Linked DNA regions of Mus musculus: all the other regions are linked to region 3. Evidence: chromatin contacts called from public HiCAR-type and promoter capture Hi-C data. All regions are on one chromosome and are shown on one strand. The core of a region is the stretch at or near the end of the contact, and the rest is flanking DNA. Distances in the headings are between cores, read along the strand shown.

Region 1 (4,403 bases), core at 697-3,196, 1.1 Mb before region 3:
CAGGAGAAGATGGGCAGCAAGAGAACCAGGGTGAGGGGTGGGGGCAGGGAGGCAGGTGCTTGGGAGGAGGGCCATGGAGCAGACCTGGAGAGGCTGCAGGCCTGAGGGAAAGGTTACCCTTGTTTCTCTTCCACAAAGAGAAAGGGTGATAGAGGCCAGAGACACACATTGATCAGAAAGTGGGTGGGTCAGCGTGTATGTGTGAGTCCCCAGGCCTGACAGTCTGCCTTCACTGGGCCAGACTGCTCACTTTACCCCACCTGGATTCCTTCCATGTGGTTCTTGCACTTACAGGCAGGAAATGAGCACTGGACTTGCATCCACTTGTCTGGGAGGACAAGCTGTATTTCAGAGGGTCCGACAGGCAGAGAGAACAGATGTAACAGATAGGATGGGCAGGCTGGAGGACCTGAGATCCCTGTTACACTCTGCTCACCACCATCTGCTTACACCTGGTCCCACTCATGACCAGGCCATTCACACCTGAGAACTGGGTGAATCTTTCTGTCAGACCTCTACTTTTTGTCCCAAAGGAATCAGATGGCTTCAGTCCTGCAACCCAAAAAAATCCCCAGATGAGAGGTGTTCGGGCCTGGCCTGAGATGAACAGGAGCTAGACGTGGCCCTCGGAGGGGGAGGCGTTGTCTGCTCTGCTCTCTGAACACTTCCTTGAGGCTGTGTGGTAGATGGAGACCAAAGCCATGTTTATTCCTCTACCTGTGCAATGGAGGCATGATGAAGAGGTGAGAGGGAGTCAGAAAGACCAAGTCTAGCTTGCTTGGACCAGTCTTTGGTCCAGCAGTACAATCCGAAAGGTGGAGCCAACTAAAGTCCCTGAAAGGTGGATGGGTCTGCAGACCTTGGGAGGAGGCCTATAGACAGGTTGAGCAATTCTAAGACAAGCCGGCACGAGGTTCTCTACTCCTTCCCCACCTCGGCCACCCTCTAGGCAGAAGTACCCAGCCCATCTCTAACCTCGGGTCTCTGATGTGGATGTAGACAGAGATATGGGCACCGAGTCCTGGGGATCGCTTGCCAGCCGCTGCCCAGCACACATGGACTTCAGCATCTGGAAGACGGCGAGGGGAGCCACATTCAGATTCAGCAAGTCCACCAGGATCCTGGGGAAACAAATGCAGTGCTTAGCGAATACTGAAAGCCACAGGGCGGACATGCTCTAGGAGTCGCGCCAGCTGGGTCACCGTCTTGAAACCCCTTAAAGAGACACGGATATCTTAGAGTAGCAGATGCAGGAATGAGGAGTCCTAAAGCCGGCATTATCTGTAGGGAGTATGAGCTCAAAGTCCCGACCCCCGCTTTCTCACTTGAACACATCGGGGTCGATGGCGGCGCCAGCAGCCTGAGCTAGCTCGTACAGCTCCATCTCCTCGGCCCCCAGCACTTTCTTCCGCCGAAGCGCCAGCTTCTGCAGCGTTGCTGTCTCCAATCCTGTGGAAACCGCGAGTGCAGCACCACCAGCAGCAGCCGCCGCCGCCGCCATTCGTATAGCCTGAAAAGGGATCTGTGTTGGACAGAGTCTCTGCAAGTCAACAGCTCCAGCACCGAGGCGAGAGTTCCAAGAGGCCTTTACACAGTCGGTTACTTGACTTGTTCGGAACGTCTACTGTGCACAGGGCAGTGTGCTAGGCATGGGGTGGGGTGGTGGGAAGCTGATCACTGCCTGACGATCAGACTTGGACTGCTGGCTTAGGTAGCAGACCCCAGAATAGTACCTGGCATATACCGGGTACTTAGCAAATGCCTGTTGGATGACGAGTATTCACGATCTCGTGTAATTACCAGTTCTGTTGACGGTCCCTAAACAGCTTTGCTTTTAAACGGATACGCACTCCTGTCCCCCGACCCCGAAATACATAAACTTGGGGAGTAAAGAGCAACTGAGGACGTCACTGCGCACGCGCCTTGTGGCCAACTGCTTCTGCACTTGATTGGCTTTTGCTTTTGCAGGCGCTTTTCCCGGGAGGTTGAGCCGCTTTTCCCAGTAGGCAGGGGTGTGGCCTGACGCGCAGCTTGATGACGCTATTTCCGGGTTGTGTGTCTGGATAGCGGCGTCTATTTCTGAAGATAGGTAGGATGGTCATTTTGAACTCAACACGTTAGCTTGGCCGGTGTGTTGAGAACTGCAAATGTTTGGCCGGTTACCATGATTGTCACTGCCATCGGGAAAGAGTGGACCGGGGGAGCCGTCCAGAAGTGCCTACACAGTGAAAGGGGACCAGGAGGGGCATCTAAAATTTGTGCGGGGGCACTCTTGGAGATATTTTGTCTCCTGATGCTTTGTCCATTTTACATTACTAGTCTTTTGCATATGTGTGTGTATCCGTATGTGTATGTTTGTTGATTGGTGTTTTTATTTTTTCAATTTGTTTTATTCTGGCTTGATTTTTTTTAAATGTGCCTATTTGCTAGAAAAGAGAGGAGGGAGAGAGAGAGAGAGAGAACTTGAGAAGGTAGGGAAGTGGCAAAGTTCAGGGAGGAGGTAAGGGAGGGAAATCATGATCAGATTATAGAGTATGAAAAAATATTTTCAATATAAAAATATATTGGGTGAATAGTCTTCATTCTTAGGGGAAAACGTATTCATTACCGGGAAGGGGAGAATTTAGAGCATCTAGTCAGTTCTCAGCCTTCCTTCTTTCTTCCTTATACTGAACACAGCTTCCCTGGTTCTGCACTTCCGGTCTTCATATTTGGTGAACCTTTGGCCAGTCACCAAGGTCCAGATCTAAGGACTAAACACCATTTCCATGTTGAATGGTGCGTCTGTCACAGTGAGGACCATGGTGACAGTAAGCTGCTGGTGACTGTGAAGAGCCAGTGTGGGCTGTGGGGAATGAGTCTGGCTCCAGGAGCAGACATTACAGGATGTATGTGCATCTAATCTGGCACCTGCTTCCCAGGGTGGAACATCAGGTGCTTGTTTGCAGGATTCCAGAATATCTCAGGTTTTCGCAGAACTGTGGCCATGATGTAAATGTAGGGCCTCCCTGCCTCATTAGTTTATTGTAGGATTGATGGCTCCAGGAACCAGCTCCTATTGGTCAGAATGCCCAAGAGTACAAACTGGAGGCAAATCGAAGTGAGGCACAGCATCATCTCCCTAGCCAGACAACTGTTACCTGCATGCCATCAGCTCTGCCTGTTTGTAGGAGTATATCACCTCAGGTCCATGGATGGCCAGTGTCCATTCATAGAAGGAAGGTCAAGGTAGGGTCATTGGACCCTCACATAAGTCACTCCGCCATTTTCATATAATTCTGACATAATCATACATGGCCTCAACTTTAGGAAAGTCCAGAGGACTAAATTGCACAGACTTAGAGACCTTAATAAAGGGCTCTTGTACTAATACGCACTTAAAAATTCAAACATTTATGTACACACAACATGCTCATACAAAATCTCTCTCTCTCTCTCTCTCTCTCTCTCTCTCTCACACACACACACACACACACACACACACACACACACACTGTCTTGGCTAGTGTTTTGCCAACACGACACAAGATAGAGTCATCTGGGAAGATCCTCCATTGAGAAAATGACCCTATCAGATGGCCTGTGGGCAAGCCTGGGGTGCATCTTTTTTTTAATTGATGACTGATACCAGAATGCCCAGGTGACTATGGCTGGTACCGCACCTGGGCATGTGGTCCCGGATGGTATATCAGAGCAGGTTAAGCTAGCAATGGGAAATAAGCCAGCAACATTTCTCCATGGCCTTTGCACCAGCTCCTACCTTTGTGTTCTGTCTTGAGTTCAGGCCCTGATTTCCACAGATGATGGATCACAACTTGTGAGATAATATGAGCCCTTTTCTCCCCAAGTTGATTTTGGTCATGGTGTTTTATCAAAAGAATAGAAGCCCTAACTAAGGCCCATATTGTTACGTATTCTTTCACACTGTTATACTCTCAGATGCTCACATGTGACTCAGTGTCATATACATTCACAACCATGTTGCATGCAAGTATATATTCTCACACTTGAATGCTTACATGCCTGCATGCTCACACTGCACACACAGTGTGTTAAACACACAACCTCACACAGAAATGCTTGAAGCAAGTAAACATGCCCTTACATACACATAGTGTATTAGTCAGGGTTTTACTGCTGTGAACAGACACCATGACCAAGGCAAGTCTTATAAAAAACAACATTTAATTGAGGCTGGCTTACAGGTTCAGAGGTTCAGTCCATTATCATCAAGGTGGGAGCATGGCAGTATCCAGGCAGGCATGGCGCAGGATGAGCTGAGAGTTCTATGTCTTCATCCAAAGGCGGCTAGTGGAAGACTGACTTCCAGGCAACTAGGGTGAGGATCTTATACCCACACCCACAGTGACACAACCATTCCAACCAGGTTATACCTATTCCAA
Region 2 (4,805 bases), core at 1,978-4,477, 1.1 Mb before region 3:
GGAGAGCCAGACATGATCCTGGGGGATTGGATCAGGAGAAACAGAAGAAGTGAAGATCTGTAGTCAGCTTCTCTACTTCCCTGGCAGAGGTTGCCTGTGGTTTAGTGTGGAATATATGCTAGAGTTGGGTGCTGAGATAAAGCAATGTATGGAGGGCGGGCGGGAAGAAGGAGAAGAAGGGGGTGGGGAGGGGAGGAGGATGAGGTCTGTGGGATCCACAGGAGGTATGGGTAGGGGAGAAGGGAAGGCTGTCACAGGTGTTCTGTGACAGAAATAGGGACGTAGCTAGGGCACTGAGTTTGGAGAGGAAGTGGTGAAAGTCTTCAGTAAGCTTACCTGACTCCCTGGTCTGTTCAGCTTCTGTGTTTAGAGGGGATGCTTGCTGCTGTTGGAAGGTGGGATAATGGGATAAGTTGGAAGTTTGGAAGAGAAGATCTTTGTGATCCATGGGGGATGAGGTCACAGACAAAAGGGAGACAGCACCAGGTGCTCTACTGCTGAGCTGGGGGTGGGACTGGGGAATTGGATCTGGAGGAGCAGAAGGAGAGGGAAAGATGTGCAGTCAGCCCACCTGCTTTCTTGGCAGCAGTCTGACCAAAGCAACTTACAAAAGAAACAGTATGATTGGCTGTATGGTTCCAAATGGTTAAAGTTCACGATGATTGAGCAAAAGCATGTCAGCAAGAATAGCTGAAAGCTCACATCTTAAACTGCAAGTAGGAGACAGGGAGAGATGTTGGGAATGGTCCCAGCCTTTTGAAACCTCAAAGCTAGCCTGTAGTGATGCACCCCTTCTAACAAAGCCACACCTCTTAATAGTCCCCAAACAGTTCCACCAACTGGGGATTAAGAATTCAAACATATGAGCCTCTGGGACCATTCTCATTCGAACCGCCATTTATTACAACGTTCTTTTCTTGATATATAGCCTCAATATGTAGCTCAAGCTGGCTTCAAATCCATAATCCTCCTGCCTTCACTTCTTGAATGCTAGGAAGTTTTACTTCTCTTCAAGCTTGATTTCATATTTCATTTTACCTAGAGCTATCAGGAAATGTTTTTAGAGTATTTATACATATTTGAGTATCCCATCTAGAGAACTGTTCTTGTATGGAGTGAAATGCACAAGCAGGACCTCAGGGAGATTGGTTGGTGTGACCAGACTGATCTTCCAAGTCTGACAGTGCTCTGTGACTCTAAGACATATCAACACTGCTAGGCTCCTGAACTTTTAAATACCAAGGTTTCCAGAATGTCCACATAGACTGGGTGTCATTGGAACCTCCAATATGTTCCATATGTGACATTGCTGAGGACAAGGAGAGGGTCTCAAGGATTCTAGCCAGAAGGCTTTTGGCAGGTGTGCTGAGAAGAGCTAAAAATGATGTATTTCTCACAGGAATAAGGCATGGGAAGTGTTCACATTCATCTTGAGTACATTTCATCTATAAAATTATAGATTAACTCAATTTATAGTTTAGGAAATTATTTTATATAATTAGTTTAATTTTTATGTTGAGCTTGAACACTTTCTCTATTGGTGGCTGCTTTTAGGCCTACATGGTTAAGTCATTTTGTTGCCACCCACGGTGCTAGGAAAGGTCCTTGAGATTGGCACAGTGTGTGGGAACAGTCATGAAAGGATCACAAATGACTGTCACAGGGGCTAAACTTTAACAGCTCTCAAATGTCACACTATATTCATGCTTTGTTGTTCTGTCATGTTGCCTTTCTCCATTTCTGGAAAATTGAAAAGTACGCACTGGTTGGCGGGTTTCTGAATACACAGAGCTTTCAGGTGCGGCCCAATAGTGGCCACGGTAGCCTGTCCTTCTGAGACATTCTAATTGGCCCCGCTGTCTTGTAAACACAACTTTTCATAAACGTAGTGAGTGGACCCAGGTATCAAAACAAGCATGTTGTCTCACTGAAAACAGCCTCGGAATGTGGTCTCTCTGAGGGATAAACACGTGTTCTCTAATCATGCTTCTATGGCATCCAGGGCTAAGAACCACGAACGTCTCCTAGGGTTTTCCTGTGCATGCATATCACATGTGCGCTGGCTTTAACCCCAGAGGCAATTAGTTACAATAGCAACATCATATGCCATTTATAAACATCACTGATCATTATGAAATTCCAAGGCTGTGTTTACCTTTTTTTTCCAAAAAAAGCCATTAAATATTCCACAGCCCCTCATTAGGATTTTCCTCAGGAACTGAAGGTAGGAGCTAGGCTGCTCTGTGTAAATCAGCTGATGTTTGTTGTCAGAACACCTGGTGAATCGGAATGAATTAGGGGAGGGATATGAGGGACACATCTGAATTTGGACAGATGATTTTCTTGACTTTTGCTTGAGACAGGCCATCAGGCACTTGAACTCCTGGGGTTCAACTACCCACCTAGCCTATCAGGTTTGAGTAGCTGGGGTTGAAATTTCTCTTCATCTTTTCACGAATTTTGAAGAGCTGGCAACTTAACACCTCTTTGTGAGTACTGATGTAAATCTTAGCTTTCTCTCAGCAAGCCACAATTTCAGAATAATATCCCTTTTGGGTACAATTTGCAAGAAAAAGAAACAGCAAGATGCTATGCTACCACCAGGTGGCACAGCTTTAATAACCAAGAAGAAATGCCAGAGCACCCAAGATCCGCTGTCAGGTGCGGAGAAACGCACCGCGGTTAGGGTGGCCATCACTCTTCCGTTGGCTTTGTGGTCAGCGGGGAGCCCGGTTGATCTGTCCGTCTATCAGGCTCTGTTGCTGAACCTAACCTCGACGGCAGCTGGGCCTGGGCACTCCGAGAGGTGTAGCTGGAGAGGGTTCGAATTTCAGGAGGCTCCCACTGGCTGCGCTCACTCTGGACCGCCGGAGGCTGAGGCCCGGGTCCGCGAACCACGGTTCACTAGTTCTGGTCTCGTGGCGGAGGTGCCAGGACTCGAGCTGCGGAGCCTTGATCCCTGTTCCGCCTTTGCTATGTCTGAAGGCGTCCTGCTTTGCGCGTGTCGGGGCCAAATCCAGATTTTCATTTCGCTCCAGGCTTGGACGGCTAAGTAGGTCCAAACCGCACAAACAGGAAGGAGGGAAGGCAAGGAGTGCGGGCAGAGGGCGGGTCGTTCCCAGCAGCACCCCAGTCCCTCCCCGCTCCGGTCTCCGACCCACTGGGGCCGGGGCGGGGCGTGCGCGTCAGCTGGGGCTAGAAAAGGCGGCGGTCCGGCCCGGCGAGGTGACAGCCCAACTTGGACGCCAGGTCCGGCCGACGCCGCCATGAGCGCCGCGCTTTTCAGCCTGGACAGCCCGGTGCGCGGCACACCCTGGCCCACAGAACCCGCGGCCTTCTACGAGCCAGGCAGGGTGGACAAGCCCGGCCGAGGGCCCGAGCCAGGGGATCTGGGGGAGCTGGGCTCCACGACTCCTGCCATGTACGACGACGAGAGCGCCATCGACTTCAGCGCCTACATTGACTCCATGGCCGCCGTGCCCACCCTAGAGCTGTGCCACGACGAACTCTTCGCCGACCTCTTCAACAGCAACCACAAAGCGGCCGGCGCGGGCGGCCTGGAGCTGCTGCAGGGCGGCCCTACGCGACCCCCGGGTGTGGGGTCTGTCGCTAGGGGGCCGCTCAAGCGCGAACCCGACTGGGGCGACGGCGACGCGCCGGGCTCCCTGCTGCCGGCGCAAGTGGCGGTGTGCGCGCAGACAGTGGTGAGCTTGGCGGCCGCGGCTCAGCCCACTCCACCCACTTCGCCGGAGCCTCCTCGAGGCAGCCCGGGGCCGAGCCTCGCGCCCGGCACAGTCCGAGAAAAGGGCGCGGGCAAGAGGGGTCCGGACCGCGGCAGCCCGGAGTACCGGCAGCGGCGCGAGCGCAACAACATCGCTGTGCGCAAGAGCCGCGACAAGGCCAAGCGCCGCAACCAGGAGATGCAGCAGAAGCTGGTGGAGTTGTCGGCCGAGAACGAGAAGCTGCATCAGCGCGTGGAGCAGCTCACCCGGGACCTGGCTGGCCTCCGGCAGTTCTTCAAAAAACTGCCCAGCCCGCCTTTCCTGCCGCCCACCGGCGCCGACTGCCGGTAACGCGCGGCGTGGGCCTTTGAGACTCTGAACGACCTATACCTCAGACCCCGACAGCGGGGAGCAGACGCCGCCCGAATCGCTAGTTTCTTTGGGACCTGCGAGCGACAGGAAGCTGCAGCTTGGGCACTGGACTGCGAGAGAAGCTATATTAATCTTTCCCCTTAAATTATTTTTTATAATGGTAGCATTTTCTACGTCTTATTACCATTGCAGCTAAGGTACATTTGTAGAAAAGACATTTCCGACAGACTTTTGTAGATAAGAGGAAGAGACTGCGCATGCTTTTTATATTCATTTTTACAGTATTTGTAAGAATAAAGAAGCATTTAAATCGCTGCAGCTTCCTATGTTCATTCTCTCCCGCACACAACATACTGAGACTTCACCAGGGAAAAGCAAGCACCTGGGAGCCACCCGACCAGGTGCGTTGCCCACACGGGGTAAGGAGATGGACGCGTTTCCTCGCGGTCTCTATTGCCCGCGGAAGGAACACGGGAAAGCATGACTAATTCATGTGTGTGATCCCAGAGTAGGCTGACCTGGGGCGGAGAACAGTTGGCCTAACTTTTAGGTGGTTGCCGAAGGGTGAGGGGGTGGAAGAGAGCTGGGAGTCTGAAACTTGATTCCTCGTTGCCTCTACTTTCCTCAATCTAGGGACAACGTGTAGATTTAAAAATGTGTACCAGTACAAATTAATATCCTAGTATATAAAAAGGGCAGCCCCAAAAGCCA
Region 3 (4,427 bases), core at 1,102-3,601:
GCAAACTTTCCTAATATCTACCTTTTATACTGCTGACTTGTTCTTCTGTGTCATCAGATGTTTACTGTTTCAGCTGCTAATTTTATGTTAATTCGTGGGGTTTTTATTTCATGATACTATCCATCTATCCTGGTCTTTAAAAAATACATTTTAATAGAGCCATGGTATTAGGTTTCTTCTGAAATAGATTCTGCTGAATGGACTAAAACATTTTGAAGGATTAAAGAATCAAAAACTTGCCATATGCTTAGTATGCATTCCTCCACTGAGGAACACCCCAGTTCTTCCCTTTATTATTAAAGATTTACTTTTTTATCTTTGAGATTGCCTAGTTAATCTTTATTGATGTCTAGAAGGCCAGACTTGATGTCTCTAAGTTAGATCTCCATGTTGGCCACACAGGAGTCTGCTTCCAGGGATGGCTCAGGAGACAGTGGTAGTCACTTATAATCTCATTAGCTCTGCTTTGTCTGGGCATCCACCAACTTTAAGATTCCAATTTCATCCTTCAGTTTAGTGGTGTTTGTGACTGGTTCGGACCCATGACATCAAGTTTTTTTGTTTGGTTGGTTGGTTTTTTTTTTCTAAATCTTGTTCAGATGTTTTAGCCATTCTAACTATGCTGTGTTTCAGTATACCCATCTGTGACAAAACTTTTCCTGGGGAGACACAACACAGGTTTCCTCACTACAAACAGGAGCTCACAACAGACCAAAGTGTGGATGCTGCTGAAGTTGAAGAGTGTCCTTCCGAGTGCATAAGTTTGTCTAAACCATTACCAGGCAGCAGGCAGGGTTTTGCCTCTTCCAGGTAGCTGGTCTCAAGAGTCTTTGCAGCTCACCTGAGCTCCATCTCAGAGGGACTCTCAGCTTTTATTGCTTACTCTGGTGGGAGGGGCCTAGTGAATCTGGTCAGTTTTAAGGACTTCCTGAAACTCCTTTGAGTTTTTTGATTGGTTTTGTTTTTTTGAGACAGGGTTTCTCTGCATATTCTTGGCTATCCTGGAACTCACTCTGTAGACCAGGCTGGCTTCCAATTCATAAGCGATCTGCCTGCCACTGCCTCACAAGTGGTGGGAATCAAGGTGTGAGGCACCATGCCGCCTTGCTGCTTTTAGTTTTTAGTTTACTATTTCAGAAGCTTCCCCTCAAGTTAGAATGTTTCAAGTTCATAGAATGTTTCAGTCCTTCAGGAAACTGTTGCACAACACCTGGACCCGAGTCCCCAAATTTCTATGTCTTTTTCCAGTGTCCCTACCCACAGCTCTCTATACTTTCCCTTGGCTTTTTATTTCTTCACAACACTTAAGTGCAAATATTGTATTTTGTCTGTCTTTTCACTCTGGAAGCATGGCTGGCTCCAGTGCCGTAGATATTCAGCAAATCTTCTTGAACAAACCTCTAATTAGGGGATTCAATGTCTTGTGTTTTGGTTTCTGCTTACTTATGTCTCACACTGTTAGGTGTGTGTCACGGGCAAGAAGGTAGATATATGTAGTTAGTATAACAAAAGTTATATTTTATTATGCTGAAGGTCATCATGCAAGGTTTACAGTCTAAATTTCTTACAGTCCTAAGCCTGTCTCCCCAAGGTCACCTGTGTCACCTATCTTAGCTTCAGATCAGGTTTCTGATTTGAGGATCAGGACCCTGGCGGGGGGGGGGGGGGGGGGGGGGGAGTGGATTCTCTAGCCACAGAGCAGATCAAGGTGTATCTCTCCAGATGTGTAGAGCAAATCACTGCTTTTGGTCTCTGCTTATATTCTGTCCAGTGGGCATCATGGGGTTCTAGGACTGTATCTGGTTATCTTGCGTGAGTGATGTCACTGAGCTCTGGATCAGGAGCAGCCTTGGATGCTGTGGGATTCCTGCTTAATCTAGTTTTATATGTCTAAAAGGCATTTTTTAAAATTATGCTCATTACAGGGTGAAAGTTTTTTTCTGGGTCTGGGTTATGCTTTTTGGTTTCTGTCCCACTCTGATGGTCTAAGTTCATCAGAGTGCACAATGTGGGCCACGTATTCTTAGAGGTCTGTCTCAGGGGTCCCGTGGTTGGTGTGCAGTGAGTCCTCTGGTCTCAAGCCAAGTCCCTGGTCCCGTGTGAGTTCGTTCTGGACCAGGCACAGCACCAGGACAGTGGGTGGGACTCTGTGGGGTCCTTATGCCTAAATTCCAACCTAGCTCTCTAGAGCTACCCAGCGCTTGGGTCTCCGAGCGCACATGACGTCCCTCCCCCGCAGCCGCAGTGCTCCTGCCTCACCTCGCTGCTTCCGCCGACCCGCGAGACTCCGCCCTCTCTACCAAGAGAAGCCAATCAACACGCACGCCCTTGACTCCGCCCTAGCGCCCTTCGACGCGAACCCTTCCCTCCTCCCACTCGTAGCCCGCCCGTCAGGCAGGAAGGCTGGCAGTGGTTCTACCGGCGGTTAATTCTCTCCTCTGTGTTGTCCTCCTTCCTCGTTCCCGATCGCCGGCGGGGGCGGCTACACGGGCGGCAGCGCGGTTCCTGCGGGAAGCGCAGCATAAGTCGAGCGGCAGCCGCGAAGCGTCGAACCGAACGCGGCGGCGGCGGCGGCGGCGGCGGCTGTGCAGCCAACATGGCGGCGGCGGCGGCGGCGGGCCCGGAGATGGTCCGCGGGCAGGTGTTCGACGTAGGGCCGCGCTACACCAACCTCTCGTACATCGGAGAAGGCGCCTACGGCATGGTTTGGTGAGTATCCGCGCTGGATTTCAGGCCCGGCCTCACGCGGTCACCCTGTGCCCCCTGCCTGTGGCTGATCTGGACGCACCCACGGCCCTTCCCGCGCCTTGGCCTCGCGTTCTGCGGCGCCCCGGACCCCTGGCTTCTTGGCCTTCACTCCTGGAGCCCTGGGGCGGGGTCCTGGAGCCGGTCGAGGCTTAGGTGTTGCTCCTCGTCTTCCTCTGCTGCTTCTCGTTTGCGGTTGGAGGGGCAACCCCGATTGAGGCCAGGACTCGAAGACTCCGGGGCTTGGTCTTAAAGCGCGTACTTTCGAGGCTTCTCCCTCGGGACGGGAACGGAAGTACACTGTGTCTCCTAATTTATAGCATTATAGCCACCGCCTCTTGACATTAGATTAAAGCCAGGAATTGTATTAGATGCTTGTCCGTGGTGGCGGCGGCCATGGTTTTGCAAGACGGAATAATAGGCTTGTGTGCTGAGCACCAAAATATTTTTCTTCTCTTCTGTGTACGTGAACAGCATTCACAAAATATCTTAAGTAGCGCTAATGATGCTTTCTGCCTCGGGCTTAACCGTTAATGACACAGCGTTGGTTGTGGACATATTGAAATCTTGAAGTTTCAAAATGGATTTAAATATACCGATTGTGTTTCAGAAAGGATAAGCCAGCATCACTCTAGAATTATTAAGAAGTATTTGGAGTTAGTCCTAATTTGACTTTAAATTATCCCGTCGTTACCCTCAAGAGTACTCTCTTAACAGTGTGAATGTATCCATATGTTTTAGCCCGATTACTGTGATCGTTTCCCCATAACGTTTCAGTGTTCAAGAATAGTTTTTGCACGATCACTTGCAGGATTTCCTGCATGTGGAATGTTGAAGTGTATTGTTTTAACTAAAACAAGTTCATTTATCGAAGGTCTCTGAGATAGTTTAATTTAACTTAGCTATCTTGAGGAAAGAGAAGACAGCCTTTTTCAGATAAGGTATTGAAAGGAAGTCCTTTTACAGGGCGAAGAACTAGAATCAAGCTTTGCTGTAGAAAGATCCTGTTTTAAATGCTTCAGCTCTTGAGCTATTGCACAGGCCTCTCCTTGATTTAATAATCTCAGGACTTCGGCATATTTTCCTGATGAACAAGTCTATTCAGAAATGCATTAAAATTTGAATAGTCATAATTTTAGAAATGCCAGAAAAGGTGTGTTTTCACCAAGTGTGCTAACAAGATAGAATAATTAACGTTCTTTTTTTTTTTTTTTAAAGAAAAGACTCATGAATAGTTATATTTTTATGAGCAAAATGTCTCATAGTATACAATTACGAAGATAAAAGTGAACTGGACCTGCAAGTCAAAAGAGGAATGGAGAAAAAGTACTTTCCATATCACATTTGTCTTGCATGTATTACTACCCTGTACCTGCTGGTAAATATGCCAGTAACACTTATTATTGACACTCATGATTACCCACTATAGGCTCATTTATTTAAGGGGGGATTATTTTAAGTAGGGACAAAAAAAAATTAGGATCTGTCAGTTGAACTCACACATTCCCCACCACCCTGAGAAGATGGATTATTTAGATCCTGTTGCTATTCACCTTTGAAGTTTCCACTTGCTGTGCAGAATTCTTTTTAAAATTCAAATTTTAGGGGCTGGAGAGATGAGTCGGCATTTAAGAGCACTGGCTGATCTGGGTTCAATTCCCATGGCAGTTCACAACTGTCTG
Region 4 (4,856 bases), core at 1,999-4,498, 1.4 Mb before region 3:
TTTTTACTTCCCCAAACTACTCTGTAGAGAAAGGACTGTTTATATGATGAGGCTGTATTATGTGTTCATAGTACAAGAGTTTACCAAGAACATATGTATATCAAGAACAACAAAATCTACTAAGCCAGCAGTGGAAGTTTGAGGAAGAAAATACACTGAAGTTCAACTTTTCCATCAATTAGTTCTGAGGCCCAAGCCACTGTCTCCAGTACTGCTTGTGAGCACTGGCATATGTGTGTGTGTGTGTGTGTGTGTGTATGTGTATGTATATGTATGTATGTATGTATGTATGTATGTATGTATATGTATATGTGTATGTATACGTATACACATAAGAAAACAAGAACTGGTAATTAAGTGGCAGGCCTACAGAGCATAGCCATCTAGAGCAGCAGGAAATCAGAATACTATCACAGTAGTCTTTCTATACATCTTTTAAAAAAAAGGATTATTTATTTTATATATGTGAGTACACTGTAGATATCTCCAGATACACCAGAAGAGAGCAGTGGATTCCATAACTGATGGTTGCAAGTCACCTTGTGGTTACTGGGAATTGAACTCAGGACCTCTGGAAGAACAGCCAGTGCTCTTAACCAGTGAGCCATCTGCAGCCCCAACACTAGTCTTTCTAACATACACAACTATGACCACTTCTGAAAAGGGTAATTATTTTTCTTTGGTTGTTTCCTGACCTTACACAGACTTACAAAAAGGGAAAAATAAAATCTGGGTTTTTTTTTTTTTTCTCTAAGCCTCTCTCATGTATCTGCATTCAAAGAACCTACAGACCCATCAAAATAATCTAAGTGAATTTTTTTCAATGTCATGTAACAATGTAATGCAGTACCTAAAAAGAGCTCTTAATACCAAAAGGAGACCTAAAGTAAAAACTGAAAATATAAAAATAGTAAACATGTTGACATATTAGGTCATTAACTTTGACAAATGTGTCACACTAAGCTATCAAAGGAAGAGAACTGATTGCACACCATCTTCTCCATTTTTCTGTAAACCTAAAACTATGACAAACAAAAGAATGTTCAGTTTTTGTTTACTTTTGAGACAGGATCTTACTACCTAGCCTAGGCTAACCTTATGTAGCCCAGGCTCATCAGGAACTCACGATCCTTCCTCATAGCTGGGATTATAGGAATGCACTACCACAAAACACACAGAACTTCCTTTTTTACACAGTAAATTGCAGTAAATGAATCAAATGAAATCTTTACTCACAGATACTAAATATTAATAAACATCTTTTGCCTTGAGTAATGCTTAAGCTAAATTCTATGAAAGCCTCTTGACTTGGGGAAAGGAAGGAGGAAACTTCAGACACTTCCATCTGAGAAGGAACCAAGAATGTAAAGAAAAATTTATCTAAGAAGGAATGTATGAGAGTCAGTGTCGAGACTAAAACAGAAAAAAACTCATCCTTTGAGGAATACTCCAAATTAAGTTAGTCATGATGGAGAGAATGCTGGATTATACTCTTGCTTCTGTTCCTGTAAAGTTATGTGTAACTTTTTACTTCTTTGGTTTCTCAATTTTCTAAGAAGGAATTCTCAATCTAATTTGAATTATTATCCTCCAAACTTTTTCCAGTTAGAGTTCAAGGTCAGCCTGGCTACATGGGACACTGACTCAAAAATAAATAAATAAGCTCCATTTTCTAAGATGTATTTTAATTATACCAAAGTTCCCATTTCCTTGGTCTAAAACCAGTGAAAATAACAAACAGGATACAGATATCTAATATGCAATACATGGGCAAATAATCCAACGCTTAGAGTACACATTCAATTGCCAAAAACCAAAGTTTGATAAAAAGTATGGACCACTCATTTTATCTAATTACTGCTCTTTTCAAAATACTTAACATTCTTTCATATGAGTAGTGTTAAATATGTTCCAAAAAACAAATGCTGACTGGAGAGATGGCTCAGCTGCTAAGAACACTGGTTGCTCTCCCAGAGGTCCTGAGTTCAATCCCCAGCAATCACAAGGTGGCTCACAGCCATCTGTAATGGAACCCAATGCCCTCTTCTAGTGTGTCTGAAGACAGCTACAGTGTACTCATATATATATAATAAATATTTTTAAAAAGAACAAATGCAATCACAAATTGACATTTTTCATATTACAATACACCATTTTATTAGTTTAATTTTAAGGTAGTGAGCACAACTCTTTAAAAAACATGGCACTAATAAGCACATATATTTCAAATAAGAAGTAAAGAGATTAAGGGTTATAACATTAAAAGATCACTTTTAAAATGAGCTTTGGTCTTGGACAGCTCTGATCTGACCACTGATGTATTTTCCAGAGGTAGAACTGCTAAAGATTTTATTGTCTATGGCACTCATACACATAAAGGTAAGATTTAAACAATATGAAAAATGTATATGAAGGCATTACCTTGAAATGTTAACAATCACAACATGCACTCAACCTCTTCCATTTCTACAACCTAGATTCAATAAGAACTAGAAAAAAAAATAAATCTTATGAATCATCATTTTTAAATGCTAAAACTCAACACTTTTAAACTGTTTTAATTTTTTTTGTCACCAAATTTCTAAACCCTGTTGGCATTTAAATTTCAAGTTTCTGCTCAAAGGCAACCGAACATTGTAGACAAGAGTAGAACACCTATCTAAGGTACCAACTGTCCTGCAATTAGCTTTCGTCTGGCTCAGTGTACTGTAGTTTTTCACTTAATTGAAAAAAAAAAAGAAGAAGAAGAAGAAGAAGAACACGCATTCGGCCACCTAAGTAAAATCGTCGCCCTCTTATTCCAGACAGCAGCCACCCTCCGGTTAGTCCTATCCTCCCGCACGTGTCTGTCTGGTGGACTCCCAGCCTAGATCCCCGGCTCCATCCAGGATGCCTCTCCGCCGTAGCCCCGTTGATGGGCAATGCCACCGCCACCGCGGGCCGCTCCAGCGCACTCCACCCTCGGCTCCGCTGCGGCGCCCAGATCTGCCGGTCCTCCCGCAGGGCCGCCGCGGGCGGTGGGCGCGCAGGCTCCCCGTCACCGCGAGCTCTGACACGCGCGTCCCGACCTCCCTACCGCCCGCCCCACCCCCTGCCCCTCGCGGGGCCCTCCGCACTGCGCACCCGCAGTCCCGCGCGGCCCGCCGGACAGAAAGCAGCGGGAGCGCGGCAGACCCGGCTAGGAACCGACCTGTGGAGACCGCCATCTTCTCCTGCTACCAGACGCACCACCGCACGCAGGGCGTCAACGTCACTTCCGGCAGCGCGTTGCTCTCCGTCATAGAGGGACCGATAGTGGGGATAGTGGGGACTGTATCAGGTTCCTGTTCCTGGCAAGCTTTGCCCCTGATGGTCTCTGGAACTGTTGGTTCATCGGTTGTCCTAATCAAAACACACACATAAAACTGGGTTGGGAGACTAAGGCAGCATGAGCTTAAAAAGTCTTTAAAAGATCTGAGATCTCCAATAGTGTCAGTGTGTCCAAGGGAAATTTTCCCTATGACTCCTCTTATTAAATATTGAAATAATGTCTAAACAAACGCTAACAGTTACATCACGAGCCGGGCGTGGTGGCGCACGCCTTTAATCCCAGCACTCGGGAGGCAGAGGCAGGCGGATTTCTGAGTTCGAGGCCAGCCTGGTCTACAAAGTGAGTTCCAGGACAGCCAGAGCTATAAAGAGAAACCCTGTCTCGAAAAACAAAGTTACATCACACCAAACCTGTTATTAATAATCAAGGTAAAACATGGGAATTCACAATTGTGTTGGGGAAAAAAAAAAAAAACTATTCCAAAAGGTTGGGCTGTGTTAGTGCAGGCTACGTTTAGGCTGTAGTTTTGCTCTGATGACACCAGAACCAAAAGTCCATCAGTAAAGAAAGCCACAGAAGAAACTCAAGCAAAACCGTGAAGCAAAAAGGGATGGAGAAAAGCAGCTTACCACCTTGCTTCTGAGAAGGCTAGGCTGACTCCATGACAGACTTCAAATTGACAGTTAAGGAGACTGGGCCTAAGAACTGGGAAAGTCCAGGCAAGCCCAGGCAAGTCAATTACTAATAGAAAAAAACCCAGGCTCCAGCCTTCATGCCCGATAATGGTTCTAGGATGCCTAGAGATAGAGTAAGATAAAACTCATCTTCCCCAGAATTCCAATGTGCTTTAAAGCAAGCATGCACACTCACTTAGTTGTCTCTCTGTTTTGGCAATGGGAGACTCCAACACGCTGGACTTCTGCAAAATAAAGCACTCTCTGAGTATACATACTATTTGAGTCCCAGGTGTCATTCTTCGGTGAATCATGGACCTTTACATTTCTATCTTACGTTCACCTACCTTATTTGGAGGAGTAAGCCCATGTACCTAAAGATGGTATACCCATACCCAACTGGATTCTCCTACAACAATTAGTGACTAAGAAAGTTCCCCCAGGTTTTTCTTTTCAGACATGCCCACAGGTTATTCTGACTAAGGCAAGTCTTAAATTGAGATTTCCTCTTTCCATTTGTGTCAAGTTCACAACAAAGATTATCTAATACAAGTCCATTCCAAGTGCATCATTGTTAATATTCCTTTCTTGTTTGTGCCCAAGATGTCATAAATACTAAAATATTAAATACAGTACAACTTTAGAATTCCCAGTCTTTAAAAATTCCAACCCTCTAAGTCTCTTTAAAATATCCAAAGTCAGGTTCAATAAATACCACACACAAGCAAATATTATAGGCTACTCACAATGCTATTGGTTATCCTTGACAACCTAACTGTAAGACTATATTGCTGAAGACATCACATACTTATGCAACTGAACATGAAAAAAATTCAGTTGGGGGCTGGTGAGATGGCTCAGTGGGTAAGAGC
Region 5 (4,855 bases), core at 781-3,280, 1.3 Mb before region 3:
AAAAAAAAAGTATATCACCATTTTCCGCATGGCATATCCCTTTTCTGGAATAAAATCTAGACCACTAACAACCTGCTATTATGCACCATGGCTATTCACACATAGGTTATACTTTCACCCGAAGTCTCAGACTGAGTTTTAGTGTACATAAGCTTACCTGAAAATTCTCTTTACATGTTGCCACATTCACATCTGTTCCCCAAATCACAAGCTTTTGGCCTAGAGACTGTTCACTTGGTACGATGTCTTCTGCTGCTGCCTATTGAGAAAGCGAGGATAGAAACATGTTAATGGGATGACCTACTTTATGCTCTCAAGGTAACACCATCAGAGATCTGCTTTGTACTCACGCCATCAGACTGCAGATCCACCTGCAAACCCTTTCGTGCTGAGCCCAGATCTGGCCTCTGCCTTACAGGTGTGCCTCTCACCCCACTTCTTGGGGTTCCTTCCACTCGCGAGCTGGGAGTGCCATATGTCAATGGTGAACTAACATCAAAGTCCAAAGGAATAGCTATAAAGACAAGATATTTAGCTTTACCATGAAATCCCCATAAGCACATCAAATCCCAATTCCGGAATGCTGTTTGACAATTTAAACAGAATACTTTACTGCAATCTTTCATACCCCAATTGTAGTTCTACTATAAAGTATGCTTTCTTTGCTCACTAGGTCCTAAAATGTACCAACTCTGCTTCTCTCCTCAGGTGTTTCAGTGAAGAATCTATCAGTACACACAGAATAATAGCAACTGGTAAACCAGCAAAACCGACGGCTGACCCACCTAAAGAATGCATCTGAGGAGGGCTGGAAAACAAGGCATTCTGTGCAGGTGGGCTCTGCAGGTCGGCTCCTGGTGAGGTGGGCATTGGCAGTAGCTCTCCGGTGGAAGAATCTTCGCCTCTACGTCTCCGATTGGGTGACGACCTGCTTTCCTCACTTCGAACTTCCGTCATACAAAACAAAAAAGACGATCAACGCTCAAGCTTAGTCTTCCAGGAAGTGCCTTAGGGTAGTCATATTACTTAAACAAGAACACCCCCCCCCCAAAACCCTCAAACTGGAACAGAGGGACAAGGTGTAGGAAAAGGTGGGTCAACTGAACTGACCACGCCAGACTGCCTGGAGACGAGAGCCCAGTATGTGGGTGACAGAGGCTACTATATGCTCAAGGCCTGTCAACCACACACCAGGCTCGAAGGACTCAGGACTTTCCACAGTGCTGCGGGAAGAGACACGAGGCGGAAAGGGGGCAGATGAAGGAGGGAACTCACGGGACTGGGTTGGGGTGACTCGTCCGCGTCGGCTGCTGCGGCGGCTCGGGGTGGATGCCGGGGACGACATGGTGCTGTGGTTGCTGCGCGACAAAAGAAATCTGGCTCTCAGTTGTCCCGCTCCGGGACCTCTCGTACCTCGGATCCGGGTTAGTTGCAAACGCGCACAAAACGGCGAGTCAGGGTTCTGCGCCACCCAGGAGAACGTTCCTGGGCCCGCAGGGTGAAGCGATTCCCGCCAGCCGCTCTGTCGTCACAGCGACCGAAGACGCCTGGCCAATCAAAGAGGCAAGCGCGCGTAGCTCCGCCTCCGGAAAGCGCCGTAAGTGAACTCTGAGAAAAGGTTTCCGGCCAATCACAGCGGCAAAGGCGTGTAGCTCCGCCTCCGGAAGGCGCCACTGCAAGCCGGAGGGGGAGTTCTCGACCGCTACCTAGGAATTACAGCCTAGATTCACTTGCACGCCCCTCGCCTTGGATGGGCCAGCCTGCAGCGGGATTGCGTTTTGGCGGGAAACCCGGGGCCGGCACAACTCCCTTGTGTGTTTACATTTGCGTTGTCCCGAGTGCAAACACCAATCTGTGATATCTCCGCATGGTTAGACTGGTTCTGTCCCTTTGCATTCCGATGTGTACATGTTAAACGCTACAGATCTGCAGGCCGGTGCGCGTCTTCACCCCCCCACCCCCGCGAGAGTATAAGGGAGCAGTTCCGGCTGGGCCTTCAGGGAAGAGCTGGCTAGAGTGCTGAGACGCGCATGCGCGAAGCGGTGCCGGCGTGATGGCGGAGGAGGGAACCGGCGTACGGTGTTGGCTACTGCAGCTGCAGGAGTTCCTGTCCGCAGCAGACCGCTGCAGTGCTGCCGGGGCCAGTTACCAGCTGATTCGTAGTCTGGGGCAGGAGTGCGTGCTGAGCACTAGCTCTGCAGTGCAGGGTGGGTAAGGTCCCTAGACGCAGGGCTCAGCGTTTCTCTCCGTGGTGCGTGTAGTCAACGTCCCGTAAAGTTTATGGAATTGGTAGATGTGTATACTGCTCTCTTCCTAGTATCTGAGGAAGATGCTTTAAAACAGGTGTTGGAAAATGACCACCAAGTTTGGTAGTCATTTTTATCCAAAGTTGGATGAGAGTGCAAGATGGAAGTATTTTCTTCCAGAATAAACTCGCTTGAACTCAATAGGACCTTGACAAAAATCCTTTTTTCGTTGCACCATGTTTTCAGAATAATTGCAAAAATTAATGAAAGTCATGCAATTCTGTAGACATTTTTATTTTTTAGGTTAGGTATTTCCTATCTTGGGCTATAGCCCAAGATAGTCTGGAATTTACTATGTATGTAGAACAAGCCTTCAAATACTGGGGTTATAGATGTGAGGTACCACACGTGCCTTGCTCTTTTTAACCATTTAGTAATTGATGTGTTAAAATAGAGGCTCGAATCTGAACACAGCACACTGGGCCAAAAACAGTTCCACGTGTAAGAGGTTTGGAGGGGGTGGCAGAAAGAGAAGGCGCAGAGAGAGAGAGAGTGAGAGAGGGAGGGACATTCCCTTTATTTATATGGAAAATGACAACACAGGTAAAGGTGGGAGGTGAGCCAAGTGGATATTCTGGGAATATGGTGCCTGATGTCTTGGCAACAGGTCTGCTGGCCTTGCTGTCGCCTATGTGATGTCATAGGTTTGGGAGGTCCTGATGCCAACATACCTCCCTTGTTATAATAAAGAGAAGGAAAGAAAAAGGGAGGGGAAAGCCATGGTGAAAAGGGAGCAAGGGTGTTGTGTCTCTTAAGCTGCTTCCTGTTGTCTAGGGTGTCAATTTTGGGGGGTAGCTGGTTTTCACCATCGGGATCGACTTGGTAAACGTTCACATCAGGTTCCTCTGTGGACAGCAGCTCTTCTGTGGGCAGCAGCTGGCAATACTGTAACAGGAGCTGATTAATATTTGGTTAGGAATTTTTTGTATTTCTCATTGAAGGAATGTAGAAACAAGATTAATGAGGCAGGGAGCAAATAACACCAGGAAGATGACTAGGAAAGGTGCTTATCCCAGCACTCGGGAGGCAGAGGCAGGCGGATTTCTGAGTTCAAGGCCAGCCTGGTCTACAAAGTGAGTTCCAGGACAGCCAGGGCTACACAGAGAAACCCTGTCTCAAAAAATAAAAACAAAAAACCCAAAACAACAACAAAAGACAAAAACAAAAAATGAAAGGGAGCATCCACTTCCATATAGGATTTTCAAAAATCCCAGAACTGGAGGCCTCACGGTCCCTGAAGTTCTCTATGTCTGACTGTAGCTCCTGGGTTTTATTTCTCACTGTCCTGGATTGGTTGATGTAGAAACAGCATTTTTCTTGAAGGAACAGGCAAAGACCACCTTATTTAGCTGTCAGGACATCTAGCCCCCATCAGTTCTGAAGCACCCCAGCTGCCAAAGAATCGACCAACAACTCCTGTCTCCCACCTGGAATCCCATGGGTCTTGTATGCAGAAAAAGAGTGTCTTGTGTTGATAGAAGAAATGATTGGTCTGTGATCCTAGCATATGTATTTGACAAAACCAATATGGGCAGCCCCCATATTGTCTGGCCATTTTCTACAATAATCTTTTATGTGGTAAAAGAGAAAGCAAGTATAGAAATCATTATATTTAGATGGGATAACAGATGACAGCAATTTGGATAGGTTCCTAGCATCCGGCTACGGAGGAGTTTCCTGACCCTATTTGGAAAGACTGTTATGGGGCGGGGGGTTCCTTGCACCTAGAATCGCCAGATGTAAGGGCTGCCCTGGATGGAAATGAACAGCAGGGGGGAGGACAAGAGACCCATGTCTAATCCAGTGAGGTCAAGCTTGGCTGCTGGAGTGGAGTCTCATTTTTCTGGGATTGGGGGCAAAATAGGTGGTCTTCACGTCCTCCAGAACTTAACAGAGCATGGTCCTGTTAGGGTCGATGTGTATGAAGAAGAGTCATTTTTAGGTGGAGGAATGTAAGGTTTGAGATGAGACAGATGGACCCAATGAGAGAGTCCATGGAGTTTAGCAGCTGTAGGTGTCGTGAGGATTACCTTAAAAGGGCATTTGGGGGAGAGGGGTGAGGGTCAGTGATCTGGAGGGGATAGAAGGACTTGGTCTCTAATGCTGACAGGCAGTGGACAGAACACAGTGTGTGGCCAAGGTAGATGGTGGTCAGCAAAGTTCCATAGGAGAGAATGGAGGTGGCAAATTAATGGGGTGAGTAGATGGTCTGAGAGGGGAGAGCATTTGTGTGAAAGACCAGGAGTTAGGACTGGATGTCCATACATGAGTTCAAAGGGCAAGATGAGGAGAGGTCACTTGGGGAGAGCTCATAGCCTGCAAAGAGCCAGAAGTAGGAGTTTTACCCAATCAAGGTGAAGTTCTTGTGACAGCTTAACAAGACTGGTTTTTAAAGAGCGGCTAGTTCTTTCTACTTTACATGAAGATTGAGGGTGTAGGGAATATGAAAATGCCAGGGGATGTCTAGGGCCTTAGATAGTATTTGAGAAACTTGGGAAGTAAGTTCGGGACCATTGTCTGATTGAAGAGAGGCTGGGACACCAAATGGA
Region 6 (4,772 bases), core at 1,719-4,218, 1.9 Mb after region 3:
TGGGATCCTTTCTGAGTGTTAGATGGCAGCACGGAGCCACAGGCTCCCTTCCCTCATATGGTCACAAGGGGGAGACTACCAGAACACTGCCGTGTGGTTTGTAATTGAGTTGGGGTATTTGGAAGGGAGGTGTATGAAATGTCTTTCCAACTTAATGATAACTTCAGCTGAAAATGGCTTCTTAAGACATAACTGCCTCCATAAGTTGTGGAGAGGTTGTACAGTAAATCTAAACACAAAGGTGGTGGTGGACTCACACAGCTATCATCTGTGGGGTTCTCAATGCCATAAATGCAGGGACATTTGATGCTTATTTTATTTATGTGTGTGTGTTTGCCCTGTGTGTGCAGGTGCCCTGGCAGCCCCGAAGAGGGAGTCAGATCCCTTGGAGTTGGAGGCAATTGTGAGCTGCCCAGCATGGGTGCTGGAGACTGAACTGGGTCCTCTGAAAGAGCAGCACACACTTTTAACCCCTGAGGCATCTCTTCAGCCCCCCCCAGGGCACTTCTTATTATGATTAATGAAGTGGGGAAAGTAGATGGATGGCACACAAGTCCATGGAATAAAGTGGTTATTGTAAACTTTGAGGAGTTTCTGAAAATAATATCCTATTTTCATACCTAGGATGAAGCTGGAGGCAGATTCATTGCTTTCTCTGGAGAAGGACAGTCACTGCGTAAGAAGGGAAGAAAGCCCTAAGTCTAAAACTGTTGGCTGACTGGAAAATAAAAGATCCGATTGCACCTGGCTTACAGTTACTGGCTCTGACAAGTTCAGAGATACTCTGTTATTTATGGTTTGTTTAAAGTTACCTGAGAACTATCAAGCTTGTCCTGGATACAAAGCAGCAGAACTTGGAGGTTGTGTGCTTGATCTGGGGGAGAGAGCGCTGGGGTCCTCTAGGTGGTGGCCTCCTCCACTCCCTAACTCCAGCTTCAGGGCCCTCACAGCCTCAGCAGAGCAGCTCCCGATTCCTGACTCACTCTTCTTCCCCATGTCTGTTCATGGTGCAGTGTCTTTAGCCCATCATGGCTACTCAGGCCAGCACTTGAGTACCAGACAAAGATGGCCTCTGTTTTTATTTACAGTGACTCAGAAGGGATCTCATCCAGATGAAAGCGCTCTCATTTTAATCTGCTCGCTCTCAGTGAATTCCATGATGAAGCCAGATATGAAAGGCAGAATGAATACATGCTTGAGTAACGTGCCCCCGTTACATTTATTTTTTATTATTATTTTTATTTATTTTTGTGGCTTTTCAAGACAGAGTTCCCTGGCTGTCCTGGAACTCACTTTGTAGACTAGGCTGGCCTTGAACTCAAAAATCCACCTGCCTCTGCCTCCCAAGTGCTGGGATTAAAGGTGTGCGCCACCACTGCCCGCCCTCCGCTACATTTATTACCCAAGGTTCTGATGGTTTGTCTGTTTTTCAAGTGCTAGGATTGAACCAGAACCTCGTGAATATTAAGCATGCCACACACTCTGCCACTGAGGCTCCCCCATACCCCATTTTCTTACTGTTTTATTGTCTTCAGATCTGCACTTTGTATGATGTAAGGTCTTTTGACATGCTGATCCAGCTATTTAAAATTTGTTCCCTGAGAATAATTCTTATTGAAGAATTAAATAAACTGATTAAAACTCGCCTCTAGTTTGATATGGTATGTTGTAGATTGGTGGTATGGGCCACTAGCCAGAAGTCATAGGAAGGCCCCCTTGCAGCAGCACCCTACTTCATCCTGTCGTTAGAGACTATTTCCGAGACTTGTGGAGGCTGTAGGGATGGATGTCACTCCCTGATGCTTGGAGTGGAGCTGGTCAGGCCTAGCAAGGTCCTCATGGAGGGTGCACTTTCCCTCTATGTTTGTAGTTCCAGAGTGTGTCCATTTGCTCTTAGAAATATCCATAAACTTAATTGGCTCCTAACTCTGGCACATACATCATTACTGGCCAAATGTGGCTCTGGAAGGCATAAATGCTGTGGTAACCTGCCCGACCTGTCCTATGGGGCTGTCTCAGTTTCCCTAGCAGTAAGACAGCTTTCATTTGTAGGATTCTGTTAGCTAACTTGGTCAGGCTGGAAAGAGCTCAGTTAAGCACTTGTTCGTGCAGAGGATCCAGGTTTGCTTCCCAGCACTCACATGGTGGCTCATAGCCTGTAATTATAACTGTAACTCCAGTTCCAGATGATCTAAGTATATGTGTTGCACATACATAGTTATACACACAAGTGCACTAATAAAAATGTGACTGCATGTGTAGATAAGAGTACAGTGCTCAGGAGTCCCTTCTGTCGCCTAGAAGGATCAAACTAGGAGGGATCAAACTCGGGTCCTTGGTTCTGTTCACAAGTTTCTCTACAGCTGAGTCATCTCACCTTATGATCTCCAGTTAGGTTTTTTTTTTTTTTTTTAAATTGTTTTTGTTGTTGGGTTTGTTTCCTTTTTGAGACAGGGTCTCACTAATATATATATATATATATATATATATATATATATATATTCCTTTCTGGTCTAGAACTGACTCACTGAGATGTCCCTGCTCTTGTTTCCTGAATGCTGGGATTAAAGGTGTGCAACCCTGAGCCTGTCACTTCTAGGAGAACTTCTTTCACCCTTAGTCATCCTGCACTGCCTTCCTCCTCTCCATACACCAAATCAAGCTCACCTACACTCTGTGTATGCTCAGGCTACATACCTGCAATTTCAGTCCGCCAGGTGGGTTACTCAAGAGTTCAAGAGTCTGTACTTCAAAAACTGAACCACATACGGATTTGAAAAATAAAAAACTGGGAGAACTGACCAGAACTCCTGTTTTTTCCGAATGCTAATTAATACCTTATGTGACTTTGAAGCCAAGCCATCGGCTAGACACCAGGTAGTGTGGCCTCTGACTATCAGCCACTCAGTGCAGACGTCCTGTTTAGTGCGCGTTTGCTTGGAGCTCATTGGTTCATGTCCCTGTCAGTCACACGGGGCCTGGACATGGCGGTCGCAGGGAGCTGGCAGGTGAGTGTGCTTGGCTCCTGGGCTCCTGGGCTGGGTGGGATCAGGCCCTGGGGGCTGCCCGCGCTCTCCGCTGTCTCTCCCCGCAGCCTCCCCGGCCGTGCGAGGTCTACCGCGCCGAGTGGGAGCTCTGCCGCAGCGTCGGGCACGTCCTACACCACTACTACGTCCACGGCAAGCGGCCGGATTGCAGGCAGTGGCTCCGCGACCTGACTAACTGCCGCGAGTGGGAGGAGAGCCGCAGCGCCGAGGCCCAGGTGCGGGCTGGGTGTGGATGTATGCGCAGATCCTTGGGGCAACTCTCTCGTGTTTCTCTCCTGAGTACCAAACTGCGTTATCAACGAGACTTTAGACAGCCTCAGTTACGGGGTGGGGCGGCGCGGGGAGGGGGGCGCAGAAGGAAGGGAAGTATAGAGAGGCTTGGAGAGAGTAACCTTATAGCGTTAGAGTCATCAGCTTGACAGCAAGCTTGCCTTCACCCAGCCCTTGGGGATAGGACGGAGGAAGAGAAAAGCCAACGTGTCTGGAGCACGAGGGTGGGCTATAGAGGGCATAAGAATGAGTCCAAGAGCACCTAAAAATGTTCCAGTACTTGTGAATTGAGTTATCTTTGGCAGGTCAGTCTGGACCTGAGAGTGTGAAGGGTACTGTAGAGGACAGAGACAAGTATGGAGGCTGTTGCTGGACCTTTTCGAGGGAGATGTGAAGAAACCTCTACTTACTCTAGATAGCCATGTAGACATGGCGAAAGTAAAAAACATGGCGGAAAGCAAAAGACTGGAAACTTAACTGTCTGTAACTATATGTCAGCTATCATAAATTAGTGTAAGAAACAAAGATGTTTCTGAATAGAGAAATGGCCAGGGTCATGGAGAAGCAATTCACCGGGAAACTCAGAACACAGAAGCAATTATTTCTTTATTTTATTTTTATTTTTTTTTATTTATTTTTTTTTGTTGTTGTGATTGAGACAGGGTTTTTCTGTATAGCCCTGGCTGTCCTGGAACTCACTGTAGACCAGGCTGGTTTTGAACTCAGAGTTCCGTCTGCCTCTGCCTCCTGAATTCTGGGATTAAAAGCGTGTGCCACAACCACTAGGCTTCTATATAGTTTTTAAAGTACTTTTATTCTTATTTTATGTGTGTTTTTCCTGCATATTTATCTGTACCATGTGAATCTACTGCCTGAGGGTCCTCTGGAACTGTAGTTTCAGATGGTTGTAAGCTGATGTTTGAGTGCTGGGAACCGAATCCCAGTCCTCTGGAAAGCAGCCTCTAACTGCTGAGGGATCTCTCTAGTCCTTACAAGCCTTTTTAAAAAGTCTTTGTGTGTGCGAGTGCGTGGCATGCGTGTGTATATATGTGCACACATTGCATGTAGAGAGACCCTCTGTTGACATTAGGCATCTTCCTCAGTCACTTCCCACCTTATATACTGAGGCAGGATCTCTCTGAACTTGGACGTCTCCATCTCCTGAGTGCTGGGACTACAGGCATTCACCCACATACTAGGCCCCTATTTGCTTCTTTGTTTTGTTTTGTTTTGTTTTGTTTCGAGACAGGGTTTCTCTATATAGCCCTGGCTGTCCTGGAACTCACTCTGTAGACCAGGCTGGCCTGGAACTCAGAAATCCTCCTGCCTCTGCCTCCCAAGTGCTGGGATTAAAGGCGTGTGCCACCACTGCCCGGCTCCTATTTGCTTATTAAGTAATAATGATCATGTGATCATGTTAGAGATGGGGTCTGGCTGTATAGCCCAGGCTGGTTT

What was found. Promoter capture Hi-C pulls out the DNA fragments that hold promoters and counts their contacts. HiCAR-type assays count read pairs that join an accessible place to other places.
Region 1: a contact with region 3 is called in a HiCAR-type map of astrocytes, with 2.3 times the contacts expected there. The contact joins the promoter of Mzt2 here to the promoter of Mapk1 in region 3. A contact is called at or near these places in 1 of 39 promoter capture datasets (liver) and 3 of 115 datasets of contacts at active chromatin or transcription factors (astrocytes, large pre-B cells and pro-B cells).
Region 2: a contact with region 3 is called in a promoter capture Hi-C map of liver, with 4 times the contacts expected there. The contact joins the promoter of Cebpd here to the promoter of Mapk1 in region 3. A contact is called at or near these places in 8 of 39 promoter capture datasets (the 3T3-L1 cell line, embryonic stem cells, hippocampal neurons and 4 more).
Region 4: a contact with region 3 is called in a promoter capture Hi-C map of the C10 cell line, with 4 times the contacts expected there. The contact joins the promoter of Ube2v2 here to the promoter of Mapk1 in region 3. A contact is called at or near these places in 1 of 39 promoter capture datasets (the C10 cell line) and 1 of 115 datasets of contacts at active chromatin or transcription factors (large pre-B cells).
Region 5: a promoter capture Hi-C map of pre-B cells shows a contact between it and region 3, with 2.6 times the contacts expected there. The contact joins the promoter of Prkdc here to the promoter of Mapk1 in region 3. A contact is called at or near these places in 2 of 39 promoter capture datasets (the C10 cell line and pre-B cells) and 2 of 115 datasets of contacts at active chromatin or transcription factors (astrocytes and thymic regulatory T cells).
Region 6: a contact with region 3 is called in a promoter capture Hi-C map of liver, with 2.8 times the contacts expected there. The contact joins the promoter of 2510002D24Rik here to the promoter of Mapk1 in region 3. A contact is called at or near these places in 2 of 39 promoter capture datasets (cranial neural crest and liver).

Annotation. Positions count from the first base shown.
Region 1 is chr16:15,861,423-15,865,825 of GRCm38.p6, forward strand. It overlaps Mzt2 (mitotic spindle organizing protein 2), which reads right to left and starts at 1,947. Exons shown (of 3, transcript NM_029354.3): 1 at 1,326-1,947; 2 at 976-1,121. The coding sequence starts at 1,501. It overlaps Gm41425 (a long non-coding RNA gene), which reads left to right and starts at 2,015. Exons shown (of 3, transcript XR_875934.2): 1 at 2,015-2,089.
Region 2 is chr16:15,884,059-15,888,863 of GRCm38.p6, forward strand. It overlaps Cebpd (CCAAT/enhancer binding protein (C/EBP), delta), which reads left to right and starts at 3,228. Exons shown (of 1, transcript NM_007679.4): 1 at 3,228-4,805. The coding sequence starts at 3,267. The coding sequence ends at 4,073.
Region 3 is chr16:16,981,031-16,985,457 of GRCm38.p6, forward strand. It overlaps Mapk1 (mitogen-activated protein kinase 1), which reads left to right and starts at 2,352. Exons shown (of 9, transcript NM_011949.3): 1 at 2,352-2,709. The coding sequence starts at 2,597.
Region 4 is chr16:15,591,270-15,596,125 of GRCm38.p6, forward strand. Ube2v2 (ubiquitin-conjugating enzyme E2 variant 2) reads right to left here and starts at 3,249. Exons shown (of 4, transcript NM_023585.4): 1 at 3,191-3,249. The coding sequence starts at 3,206.
Region 5 is chr16:15,635,836-15,640,690 of GRCm38.p6, forward strand. Prkdc (protein kinase, DNA activated, catalytic polypeptide) reads left to right here and starts at 2,031. Exons shown (of 86, transcript NM_011159.2): 1 at 2,031-2,207. The coding sequence starts at 2,054. Mcm4 (minichromosome maintenance complex component 4) reads right to left here and starts at 1,565. Exons shown (of 16, transcript NM_008565.3): 1 at 1,276-1,565; 2 at 786-947; 3 at 351-514; 4 at 158-259. The coding sequence starts at 1,345.
Region 6 is chr16:18,833,612-18,838,383 of GRCm38.p6, forward strand. It overlaps 2510002D24Rik (RIKEN cDNA 2510002D24 gene), which reads left to right and starts at 2,969. Exons shown (of 3, transcript NM_001033164.2): 1 at 2,969-3,008; 2 at 3,095-3,262. The coding sequence starts at 2,985. It overlaps Ufd1 (ubiquitin recognition factor in ER-associated degradation 1), which reads left to right. Exons shown (of 12, transcript NM_011672.4): 12 at 625-1,650. The coding sequence ends at 699.